Regions from separate parts of the Mus musculus genome. Here regions 2 and 3 are each linked to region 1. A link is a contact called in public promoter capture Hi-C data. All regions are on one chromosome and are shown on one strand. The core of a region is the stretch at or near the end of the contact, and the rest is flanking DNA. Distances in the headings are between cores, read along the strand shown. Region 1 holds the start of A730098A19Rik (RIKEN cDNA A730098A19 gene). Region 2 overlaps Sipa1l2 (signal-induced proliferation-associated 1 like 2). Region 3 holds the start of 4930566D17Rik (a long non-coding RNA gene).

Region 1 (3,963 bases), core at 1,050-3,549:
CCTGCAAGGGAGGTTCCAGACTGGGTACTTGAGGCTGGAGACCCCACCCTAAATGTGGATGGCCCCACCCCATGTGCTGGGTCCCAAACTGAATAGAGAGTATTTGGTGAGCTAAGCACAAGCATTCTCCTCTCTCTGCCTCCTGACTGAGTACATAACATGACCAGCGGCCTCACACTTCTGCCTCAAGGTCTCTCCCATCACGAAGGACTGCACCATCCAACTGTGAGCCTAGGGTGTTTTTTGGTGGGTATGTTGCCATAGCAATGAGGATGGTAAGTAATACACATGGTAAAATGCTAAGAATTGGTTTCTCTAGTGAATTTGGTGCAACACCCTTTGTACAAGTCTTGCAACTTTTCTAAATGTTAGACTTTTTTATCTCTCCACACTAACAACTGGAAGCCAGGGATGCTGGTATACACCTGTCATCTCAGCACTTAGGAGGGGGAGGCAGGCGAGTCAGAAGCTCAAGGACAGCCTGGGCTACATGAGATTCTGTCTCAAAACACAAAAACAGTAGCAAACAAAACAAAGCAAAAATGTGGGGATAGAAACTAATTCATACCCTATCTCAAGCTACTTGTTGTGTTTGTCTAAGTGTTTTTTTTAACTCTAGGTTTTTATTAACTATAGGTTAATAAGTCCTATAAGGTCCTAAAATGGTCCCAGACAATTTCTCTCAAAATGTCCTACCACCCTCCCTATTACATGACAATCTCATCTCTCTTTTTTCAGAAGTGGGAAAACACCATGACCATGGGAGTCCTTCCCTGTGCTGGGAGGCCCCCTGACTTCATGGACCATCTGTCGCCTTCTCTTCTTTGAGATCATAACCAGAAGACCGGGTGGCCATACACATGGGCCACTACTGTTCTCTGGAGAGACCTCCACTTAGAAAACTAAGGTCGGGGTAGGTCCAGTGTCAGTCTAATAAACCAGACTGTCCTGAAGAAGACTTCATATGTACTCTCGTTGAGCACCACGGCTGGCACAAACTGGTTCTAATGGCCAGTAAGATAGCTCAGAGAGTAAAGCTGCCTGCCACCAATCCTGATCCAAGGATCCCCCAGAGTGGAACCCCTGCCAAGTTGTCTTCTGATCTCTCTGCATGCTTTCAAGCACACACACACACACACACACACACACACACACACACACACACACACACAGGAGCAAGTATCTTGTTCTACAGCCAAGGAAAGTAAAATGTCAAAGTAAGTCAACTCCTTCCATGGTCCCAGAACTGGGAAAAGCTGGGCCCGGAGTTCAGCTGAGCCAGTCTGTTTCCAGAACCACAGCTCTGAACAGCCTGCCAGTAAAAGAGCCAGGGTCTAGGGGTGCCAAGCCACCAGGCATCTCGAAGGTCAGACTCAGGATCTGTCACCTATGCAAACTCATTGAAGATTTTGTGGAGCAGAACATGACCATGTACTGTTCTAGGGACAAAGTCCTTCACAGACACATCAGAGACGGCTCCTCGCCTCACCGGCAAGTTAACAGCAGGCAGCTTTTTAAGGGTGCCCCATCACGCCTTGCGCTACCTATATGTTTAACTGACCTATGAAGGTCATAGGTAACCATTCAGTAAGCATTCACTATCCCCCATTGTTGGCCATCCCAGAGGAGGAGCTGCCACACTGCTCTGGCATAGGTGTATGACATTTATCCACTCCTGTATATTTTTAATTTTTTTTCAGACTTCTCTACACCATAGTGAAACTGCAGAGTGATTGACAGTGGAATCTACCTTCCTAAAGCAAAACAAGAAGAGAAGAGTAGGAAAAAAGAAAAAACGACTAACAACCGAAATCAGGTCGCCCTGAGAGGGATTCGTACTGCCTTTTTATTGCGACTGCACCTGAGGTGTTATAGCTGGTGTTATAGCTGATATCATCCGAAGTCGTGAGGCTCCATGGTTGGTACCCATAAGCCAGTCTCAACCGTTCAGACAGCAGGGCCTGACTCATCCAGGCAGCCCACATCGATTTTTAATGAGCTCACAATCCCCAAAGTCCTACATACTTCTTTCCGGAGACTCTCCAGTGCCCTGCAGGACTGTTGTCCCAAAACCCCTTGCCTCATTCTTCCGTCCCTACTTCTCAAAGTCACTGATTCCTTCCCATCCTGGGCATCCTCTGTGGCTCCCCCTCCCCTTCTTTCATAACCTTACTTCCTATTTAGTTCTTCCCATCTCCTTCCTTCTCTCCCCCTTCCCTCTCTTCTCCTGTTAATTTTCCTTTCCGCTTCCTGTTTCTCCTCCTTTTCCTTTCCTCCTCCCCCTCCTCCACCCACCCCTAAACTGGGGACTCACCAGGTGCAGAGCCAGTGGCAGCAAGAGCAGGAACAGCCACAGGTAGAGGTGGCAGCTATTGGTGAATTTGCTATGCTCCGGGTCGTGGTACCAGCCCCCTGTGAGAGCGGCCCACACACCCTGCCTGAGCAGCTGCAGCACCTGGGACGCCATGCCCGCAGAGTCCGGCAGAAACCGAGCGTGCCCTGGGGCTCAGCACCCTAAGCTCAGCACCCTGGAGCTCAGTACGTCGGCGCGTGCCGGTGTGCTCCAGGCGCGGTCCCACCCCCGCCGCCACCGCCCAAACCGCGGTAGACGCTGAACAGTACGGACCGGCACAGCGCGGTGCTGGAGCCGGCTGGGGCTGCCAGGCAGGTGCGCGCCATGTCCAAGGGAAGGAGGATTTTCCCATCATGCTCTGCGATGGCTGCTCAAGGATGCTCCGGCGGCTCCGCCCTGCGCCCACACAAGTCTGCGAAGGAGCTCAGTCCCTCCCTCTCCTTGGTGGCTGGAGCTCCACCTGCCTTTTCTCCTGAATCTCCCAAGAGTAAGTTTGCAAGGTGTGAGAACCAAGAATGTTCCCGTGTGAGGACCACAGACAGGAAACTTCTTGGCTTTTGTTTTTGTTTTGTCTCCTGCCCCAAAAGGTTTGTATAATCTGGAGGCCTAGGCTTGCGGTACTCAAAGCGATGTCCTCTGAGCTCCACCTGCGGGGCTTTGATCCCTGTGACCTTGGTTGGCTACAGACTAGAGGCTCTAAAGTTTCATGTGCGACATGGTCTGCTCCCACTGACCTCTTTCCACCCTGACTTTTCTCCTCCACCCCCGATTACCTAATTGGACGCACAGAAATGATAACCGCCGTTCTGAAATAATCGTTGGAGCCTCAGTTAACCACACATTTTTACCTTACATTGTTTTATCTTACTGATAAGGCACGGTCTCACTCTGTAGACTGAATTGGCTTGGAAGGGATTATGTAGCTCGGGCTGGCCTGAAAATTCATGGCAATTCTCTATAGAGTATTGAGATTATGAGCATAAGCAACTACATCCAGCTTTCTTTCTTCTTATATATTTCCTGAACATAATCTGGGATAGCAATCTACCATTTCAACCAGGAGGAGAGGGGGGCGGGGAAGGGCGGGGGAAGAAGGGAGGAGAGAAAAAAAAGAGAAGAACAGATTTTGATTGCGGCGCTAGGTGGCGCTAGATCGCTGCTAGAACAGAGTAAAGCCCATTCTTGATATTGCCAAACCAGCAATGAATCCTAACCCTGATTAATAAGCAGGGATAATCCAATACAGCAGAAAGCTTGTTCACAAAATGAAGGGTCTAATCTTTACTTTAGTTTGTTTGCTCTTCACATGTGTCAGTGTGTGTTCTGTGTACCTTGTGGAGATATTGTTTATTTTTGGTCTTTTTTTCTTTCTTTCTTTTAATTTTCTATATGAGAGTCCCTGAAGCACAGGATAGAAATAATGGAAGGGAGATTTTGAGTTTCAGTTGAATACATTTTGAATAAATAAGAAAATGACTTTAAATATTAAATTAATGTGCCATGATCCCAAACTCTAAATGAGATTTTTAAAACCAAACAAAAGTCAGCTTTAAGTAAATCATAGAACCTTGACTTCTATAGCCATAAAGAACTGATGTACACTGTCTCAA
Region 2 (3,963 bases), core at 1,032-3,531, 440 kb before region 1:
GAGAACTTCTGAAAGGGGAAGAAGAGCAGCAGGGTTTGGACATCTCAGTCCAGCCTCCCCCCATTCTGACTTGTGCTGATTACAAAAAATTCCCTATGTCCATTCACAAAGCAATGTGCAATGGAACCAATCAGGGAGATAATCTGAGAATCGGCGAAGCCCGAGATTTCTCAGTTTTATGACAGAAACCCATCACAGGAAGGAGTGTGGATTTGGGGACATTTGCTTTCTGAAGGTGAAGGCACAATGGTGGCTCCAGGGGACAGAAAACCAGGCATGCGGCGGGAGTGTACAGTCAGAAGACACCACTTACACCTGTTACACAGAGCCTAGTGCAGATCACATCTGGGTCGAGTGCACAAGTGAGCAGGAGCAAAGCTATAATGTGGCACGACCACCGACTTTCACACAGCTGCCTACTGTAATTCTAGAGATCACTTTCCAAATCTCTATGAGAAGTCACTTGACAGAGACGATGCTCGCCAAGATCCCTCTGGCTGCAGGGCCCCTCTGGTTTCCTCCATAATTCTCTAGGTTCTATGTGATTAGAGGGGTGCTGCAGACTCTTGCCCCAGGTGTTACTGTGTGTGCTTTGAGCGCAGGGAAGCTGCGTATTAAACCCCATGATCCTCAAGTCCAGAGGCTTGGAGCCCAGATGACTTGATTAATGTTAAGTTAAAAGATTCCTGCTCCTCCTGGGAGCATAAACTAGAACAGACAAGAAGAGCTACACATTTTGTTAATTCTAGTAAATATTTGTATAGGTTTACAGTGTGTAGTGCCTGGTTCTAAGCCCTTCAGTGATGCTGATCTGGGTGGTCTTTAGGAGGTCCTGCCGGGGTCTACATCCTCCTTATTTTCCAGACGAGGGACATACATCAGAGAGGCCCAGGGGACAGCCCAATAGGCAAGCAAGACCCTGGCTCCTGGTGTGTATTGACAGGTCTACCAGATCAGAGCCCTCAGGGATCAAGTGTCCAGAGTAAAGGCTCACATCTCTATGGTGTAGGTCACAGGAATGTTTAGACAGGAATTACACATAGAATCAACTGTTTTGGTCTTAAACACAACCTATGCAATTTAGGTGCCCTGAGCTCTCACCACCTTCTCGTGTTACTGTATTTAGCTCTAAAAGCTGTGTCCCGGGTGGGCAGAGGGTATCTGCTCTGACAACAGGACAAGGCTAGACTCTGAGCACCACTGTGACTGAGGCTATCCCATTGCCCTGTTTGCCAAAACTCACAACAAGCTATCACAGAACCAGCCAGGCTGCTCAGTTAGTATCTAAGGGAGGCTGTGGTGTTACCTGGTGCCATCAGGCAGCTTCCTATCAAAGGATGTGCTCCGGGGGATGGCGGCCTGGGCCTGCTGCAGCAGCGGCTGGCACTGGAGTCGGTCAGGTGTGCCAGGCACAGGTGAGGCTCTGGAAACTGGCTGTAGGGCAGGGGTGGGCACACGGTGCCACGTGGTGTTCCTCCTAAAAGGTGTCTTGTACTCACAGGGTGTGCCCTCGCTGTCCAGCTTGTATTCCACCATGGGGATCCGGCAGAGCTCTGAACAGCCCCTGTGGAGCCAAGAAGAGGCGGTGAGACTATAGCTTCTTGGAGGACCCAGGCAAGGCCTGCTCGTGGCTGAGCAGATGGAGGGCTCAGGCAAGGCCTGCTCATGGCGGAGCAGACTCTCCTGCACGTGCACCTGTGCTTCCTGGGGCCTAACAGGATGGCACCTTACATGTGCTCTAAGGCATCCTTCCCTAGATGCTCAAAACCGTTCAGCTGCTGTCTGGCCAACAGTCAGACGGAGATTCTAAAAGATCCAATTGTAGCTTTCTCCTGCCTGCCAACACACCATAGGCTGGTTGGGTTGGGAAGTGCTGCACAGTGGGAGGGACCACGGCCCTTTGGATGCTGTGGGTTATTCTTAGTTGTTTTCAAAGCCCTTCTGTATTCCTCCAACTTCTGCCTACTGTCACGAGATATCAAAGCCCAGAGATGCTGCAACCCTGCTCACTATTAAACGGCAAGGTCATGGCCAGACCCAAGTGCTGCAAATATTGTTCACAGAGCTGGACACGGACACAAGACATTGTTCACCAGGGCCCAGGCATCAGTGTCAACCACCCAACTGGCCATGCTGGCTCAGCAGTCAGCCTCTGAAGGCAGTGCCCTCAGACACTCAACGTGAAAAACTGTCTCCTAGCCACCCTTTAAAAGAGCTGCTCCAAGAACATCCACCCGTTAGCAGATGCCGGAGTAAGGCTTGCCAGTCCCTTTCAGAAACATTGCAGAGGAGCAGCAGGAGCTTAGCAGCCCCCAGGACGCACAGAGGGAACGTCACCAGGACACACAGAGGGAACAACGTTACCATGCCCTGACAGCCCACAGAGGCTCAGTCAGAGATGCCAGCATGACCCACCGACACAGTGAATGCAGAGTCCATGAGAAGTTCAACGCTAGGCCCTGAGGTCCAGCAGGCAGGGAGCAAACAGAGGGTCCTAGAAAGCAGGGCTCTTCAGTGCTCTGCAGAAAGACAGGTACTTAGGCCAGTGACACTGAGTAGGTAGGAAGTGGAGAAAGATGAGACTTAGCCTCACAGTTCTTTCTGTAAGTTCAGCCTGTCCCCAAAGACTGAACAAGGACCACTCCCACCATAAAGGCAATGGATGTCTCAGTCCTTATAGTGAAGCTCCCTGAGCAGCCAAGGCTCTGATACTGACAGACATTATAACTAGATCTTAAAGTCTAGAAAAAATATCTAGCCAGTCAGTAGAATGGCAAACTGAGGTACTCTTCCGAAGAACTTAGAGACAAAACACCCATCTTTCACCAAAAAGAAGGGTGTGTGTGTTAAGGTAGAAAATTAATAAGAAACACTACCAAAATATCAGAACCAGAAGACATGAAAACCAGATTTGAAGGCCCACAGGGCACGAAGCACAGACAGACAAACAGCCACCTACATACACCCTGTGCAATCAGATCCCGGGTCAAAGGCATGATCTGGACATGGCAGGAGACCGGGGTGGAGGGCCGGCCGGAGCGCTGCTCTCTGCAGCCATGCTGGAAGGTTTCTGATTAAAATAATTCCCAATGGCTCCAACCATGAAGAGAGAACCGGCCAACAGAGCAGTCTGGTTTGTATCTCACAACCCTGAGGATGCGTCAGTGCCGCCCTTGGGGAGCAGCAGGAGAAAAGCCTCCATGAGACAGGCACAGGCTGTCTTCAGAGGAGGCTCTGACCACCACACACCCCATTCCTCACCTTCTAACTTCATTCCCTTCCACCAAAGCCAAACTTGCTTCATAAGCTAGCCTATATTTCTCTGGATTTTCTGAGTTTGACAGTCAATATTTAAGTTGAGATTTGCCTGGATTGTGATGTTTTATTGCAAACGGAATTTGAGGAAACATTTACCAAAGAGCTTAAGTTCATGAGTATTCTGCTCTGTATCCAGATTCAACACCCGCTGGGACCGCAGATTCATCCACACGGCCAGTGATCTAACTGGAAGTCACGAAATGGGACATTACAGTAGGAGGGCCACACCTGTGTCTGCTGTCACTTCCAGAGAGCGGTCCCCCGGTGCAGGGGAGCCCAGGCTGTGCGTCTCTAGTCTCTAAGGCTCTGCCCACACTTCTAAGGCCTGCGCTTGCAAAGGGAGGGCGGATGGCTGAGACTAGGGTGCTCTACTTAATTCACACCTGTGGACTCTAGCTGCCAACAGCACACCTCAATTTAACTTGAATCTCGGAAGAAAGAACTTACATAAATGCGCACTCACACCTCGTATTTGAGGGGAGTGTTGTGCATAAGGCAGAGTGAGGAACAGCAGAACTAAGTCTCTCCAAACATCTCAAAGTCCTATGCAAGAGGCTTTTTCAAATGCAAAAGGGAGGGAGGGAGGGAGGGAGGGAGGGAGGGAGGGAGGGAGGGATAGATGTACAGTCTTCTGCCACAAGAGCT
Region 3 (3,963 bases), core at 1,066-3,565, 380 kb before region 1:
TGTCAGATCCAGGCCCATCAAGGACACAAAGCACTATCTTATCCGGTTCTGTCTCCTCCTCTCCCAACTAACAGAGCTGCTGAGGTGAATGCCAGTGTCAAAGGCTGAGCGAAAAGTAGGTAAGAGAACCCAGTGGTCCGCTCTGCATCCAGATGGCAGAGGCTTGCAAACACACAGTCTTTGGGCAACGCTGCTCTTGCCGTGGACAAATTATTTTTGTAAAATATTGTTTATAACAGAAGGTGAAGGGTTTTTTGTCAGTTTTCCCATACATCCCTCCTGTTCACTGTCATTTCAAGAAGTACTTTGAAAGGCGTATTTATCTGTGTATGAGTGTGTTGCCTACATTTATGTGCATAAGCCAGAGAGGGTGTGAGGTTCTGTGGAACTGGAATTACATTGTTGTGGGCCACATGTGGGTGCTGGGAACCTGTTGGTTTCAAACCCAGGATGAATGGCTGAGGTGCTATTTAACATATGAAAGCAGACACTGGCCACCAGGTTTCCCAGCATTCCTCAGTTCCTAGCTGCTAGAGGACCCTTCAGTTAACCAGGACCCTGCCCCCTACCCTGAACTCTCCAGCCTAGGGAGCTGGGCTGCTTTCCCTACATAATCCAATCATTTTGGTTACCTGCCCTCTTTGTTCCTTTCGGCCTCCAGGCTGTTGTACCTGGTTCCCTCTCCCTACAGAGCTCAAGGTCATGTCTACCCTTGACTCTCCCATATATCTGTAATAGACTTTCTCCTCCATCATACCTAGGAGTAATCATGTACCTTTGCTCGCTCGCTCTTTCTTCCTTCCTTCCTTCCTTCCTTTCTTTCTTTCTTTCTTTCTTTCTTTCTTTCTTTCTCTCTCTTTCTTTTTCTTCCTTTCTTTCTTTCTTCCTTCCTTCCTTTCTCTCTCTCTCTCTCTCTCTCTCTCTCTCTCTTTCTCTTTCACTCATTCATTTAGAACCTGGACCCTTATCACTGACCCATTTCTCCAGCCTTAATAAATACTCTTAAAACGCCTGAGTTCTAATTCTACCACAGGAAACAGCAACACGAATCAACCACATCCCCCAGCAGCCTTTATGATCACAGTCACTTCTCAGTGTTGTGGAGGCAACACCAAGACCAGAAGGAGAAGGGTGTTTCAGATTACCCTGTTAAATCACAACTGCATCTGGTGACAGTTCCGATACTGTTTACAAACTCACACCTACCTACGGTAAAAGGAAAGGGAAGGAAAGAAGGGAGTGGCAGAGTCCACAGGCCACCCTGCTTCCCTGGACGAGGAACCTGGTGCTCAGGGAAGCACTTCCTTCTTGGTTCTTGGCCCAGGCTGCAGTTCTGCTGGAAGAGTGCTTGCCTAGCACGGATAAAGCCCGGGTTCTGTTCTGAACCTCGGGAAGCAGTGCACCTGGAATTCAGCACTCAAGGGGTGGAGACAGGAGGTGGGGGCGGTGGAAGACTATGAATGAATATGAATTGAAGTCAGACTGCTCCTCAGATCACAAGCTTCTCCATCCACAACTTATATTTCAGAGCAGTAGCTATAAGAACTGCAAACTAAAGCTTCCTAAAATCCACACTCCTGTATGATAGCGCAAGGAGCCAAGATGCAGCAAGGAGGGAATACTGACCAGAAGGAACCCAGGAGCACGAGCAGGCTTCCAGCAAGATGAGGCAGCCCGCAGTAAGGAGGATCCCCACCGACCTGCTCAGAAGCGGCCGTGCTGACGCGGTACCTTCATGAACCACTCCACTACGACATGAAGACAAGCTTATCACTTATGCAGAAGGCTGTCACTGGCCTCTGCTTTAGAAAACCGACCTTCCTCAGTCTGCCTCCATCTTTAGGAAGCGCAAAGCAGCTGATGAGAAGTCACTGAAGCCCCTCGGAGCAGCTGGGTTTCTCCTTCAATGAGCAATCGTTCTTGTTCTGAGGCTCAGAATCAGAGGCACAGGCAGCAGGTCCCTCAGCCTTGCCATGGGATCCAGGATTTGCATCCAAAGAACTTACAGTGGCTCTAGAGCAGTGGTTCTCAACCTTCCTAATGCTGCCACCTATGATACAGTCCCTCCTATTGTGGTGACCATAAAAATTATTTTTATTGCTACTTCATAATTCATGAAAATTTGCTACTGTTATGAATTGTAATGCAAATATCTGTGTTTTTCCCGGTCTTAGGCGACCCCAGACGGGACGTGACCCACAGGTTGAAAAAACACTGCTCTAGCAGTGTCTAGCCACTCTGACAACAGCTCTCGTTCCAACTGACCCAAGTGTCCTTTGATGGGTGAATAAACAGTGTGACCCATTCACACAATGGAATGTTATTCAGCCTTAAGGAGGAAGGGAATTCTGACGTCTGATGCATTATGACTGAAGCTCCAGGGCCACTAAGTGAGATACATGAGTCACAAAGGGACAAAGGCTGAGACAGACCATTTCTCTTCCATGGGGTTCCAGGAATAGTGAAGACTCAAAGCAGAAGCAGAATAGATAGGTTCAGAGGGAGGAAGATAAGGAGGTTGCTTTAGCAGGTTCAGAATTCTAGTCTTATGGAAAACCACAGACAGACAGACAGACAGAACGGCTACATAAATATATGAATTTACTTGATAATGCCTAACGGCTTATGTTACAATATAATGACCCCCAACACCAGAATATTTGTGAAAGATTTCCTATCCAAGTGTTCCCTGGCCTGTCTGTCCACCTATCACAGCCACCAGTTCCCACAGGCAGCCCCTAGCTTCTAGCCATTGTAGTAGGACAAGAGCACACTGCGTTGTGATGTTCTCTGCCACTGAGGCTGTGCAAGAGGACACATGGAGCCGTCACCAGGGAGACCTATGCGGGAGACATGACTGCACTGCGAATAACAAGTATCTCTTGCGAACACAGTATGACCTTCCAGACCTTAAGAGAGAGGCATTTCTGAAGCATCGCTGTTTTCAGAGATCAATATTCCAATTTTCCTGTAAGGAGGGTTCTGTCCTCATGTGTCCTCGTGTGCATGTATTATGAGACCCCAACACAAACTCGAAAAGTCTGCTGCTAATAGTCAGCTTCACACGGCACTTCTGGGTTACTGTCTGTATTTTATGGTGAGGCCCCTACAAGATGAACATTATGAGAAAGCGCCTTTCCTTCCCCTGACATAGCAAGCATCCCATGAGAAGCAAAGCCCATTCTTTCAGCTGCTTTTGTTTATGGCCAGGAAAGGAAGCCACAGATTCTCTGAGTAGCATCAATGAGGACTCTGGAGCCTGGCCACACTTCCTCCTTCACAGGTGGCTTAATGAGGTAAGGGCTCTGTCTGGGCTGGGAAGTGGGGGAGGGGAGCACCTAAAACTGGGTCTTCCCCAGCAACTGTTATGTACTGGAATGCAAGGGAAGGGACAGGAAGATCCGCATTCCTAGGTCTGTGCTGGGGACACCTCACAAGATGCTCTGCACAGAAACAAGCCATGCAGACATGCCCCTCCCCACACCTTGTTCCTACCCGCAGGCTTCCTGAGGAAGTGCGGTTCTGAGGAAGTGCAGCCAGCACCAACACACAGTTATTCCTTGTAGCTCTCCCGCCAACGGTGAGAAGACAACCTGCTGGTATGCAGGGAAATCCAGCATCTAAGCAAGGCTATGGTTTGGTTTGGTTTGGTTTGGTTTTTTTCTTTAACAGTAAAATTCTTGGGGCTGTGTAGAGTGCTTGCCATGTAAGCTTGAGGTCCTGAGTTCGATCCCCAGAACTCAGGAAGAAAAGTCAAGCATGATGGTGTGCTCCTACAAACACAGTGCTGGGATTTAGAGACAAAGAGACAGGTACGGTCACTGGGGCACACTATCCAGACAGCCCAGCTGGATTGTTGGACCCCAGGCTAGTGGGAGACCTTGTTTCATAAAATGAAATGAACGGAACTTAAGAAAAGACACCAAAGGCTGACCTATGCTTCCATACATCTGCATGTTAAGA

What was found. Promoter capture Hi-C pulls out the DNA fragments that hold promoters and counts their contacts.
Region 2: a contact with region 1 is called in a promoter capture Hi-C map of hippocampal neurons, with 2.4 times the contacts expected there. The contact joins the enhancer-like site here to the promoter of A730098A19Rik in region 1. A contact is called at or near these places in 5 of 39 promoter capture datasets (embryonic stem cells, hematopoietic stem and progenitor cells, hippocampal neurons and 2 more) and 2 of 9 other capture datasets (liver and pancreatic islet).
Region 3: a contact with region 1 is called in a promoter capture Hi-C map of liver, with 2.8 times the contacts expected there. The contact joins the promoter of 4930566D17Rik here to the promoter of A730098A19Rik in region 1. A contact is called at or near these places in 8 of 39 promoter capture datasets (the HPC-7 cell line, cranial neural crest, embryonic stem cells and 4 more) and 1 of 9 other capture datasets (adipose tissue).

The regions. Positions count from the first base shown.
Region 1 is chr8:125,895,615-125,899,577 of GRCm38.p6, forward strand. It overlaps A730098A19Rik (RIKEN cDNA A730098A19 gene), which reads left to right and starts at 2,300. Exons shown (of 2, transcript NR_155422.1): 1 at 2,300-2,840. It overlaps Pcnx2 (pecanex homolog 2), which reads right to left and starts at 2,703. Exons shown (of 34, transcript NM_175561.4): 1 at 2,315-2,703. The coding sequence starts at 2,467.
Region 2 is chr8:125,451,995-125,455,957 of GRCm38.p6, forward strand. It overlaps Sipa1l2 (signal-induced proliferation-associated 1 like 2), which reads right to left. Exons shown (of 22, transcript NM_001357372.1): 11 at 1,307-1,564; 12 at 1-8. Among named protein-coding and RNA genes, the nearest start is that of Gm30713, 68 kb to the left of the region's middle. Within about 2 kb of position 2,282, at least 6 of the 459 cell types and tissues checked have an H3K27ac peak or open chromatin away from gene starts, as enhancers often do. A contact at or near this core is called in hippocampal neurons, where this site is marked.
Region 3 is chr8:125,520,017-125,523,979 of GRCm38.p6, forward strand. 4930566D17Rik (a long non-coding RNA gene) reads left to right here and starts at 2,316. Exons shown (of 3, transcript XR_003947612.1): 1 at 2,316-3,296. All of the region lies in intron 1 of Sipa1l2 (signal-induced proliferation-associated 1 like 2), which reads right to left.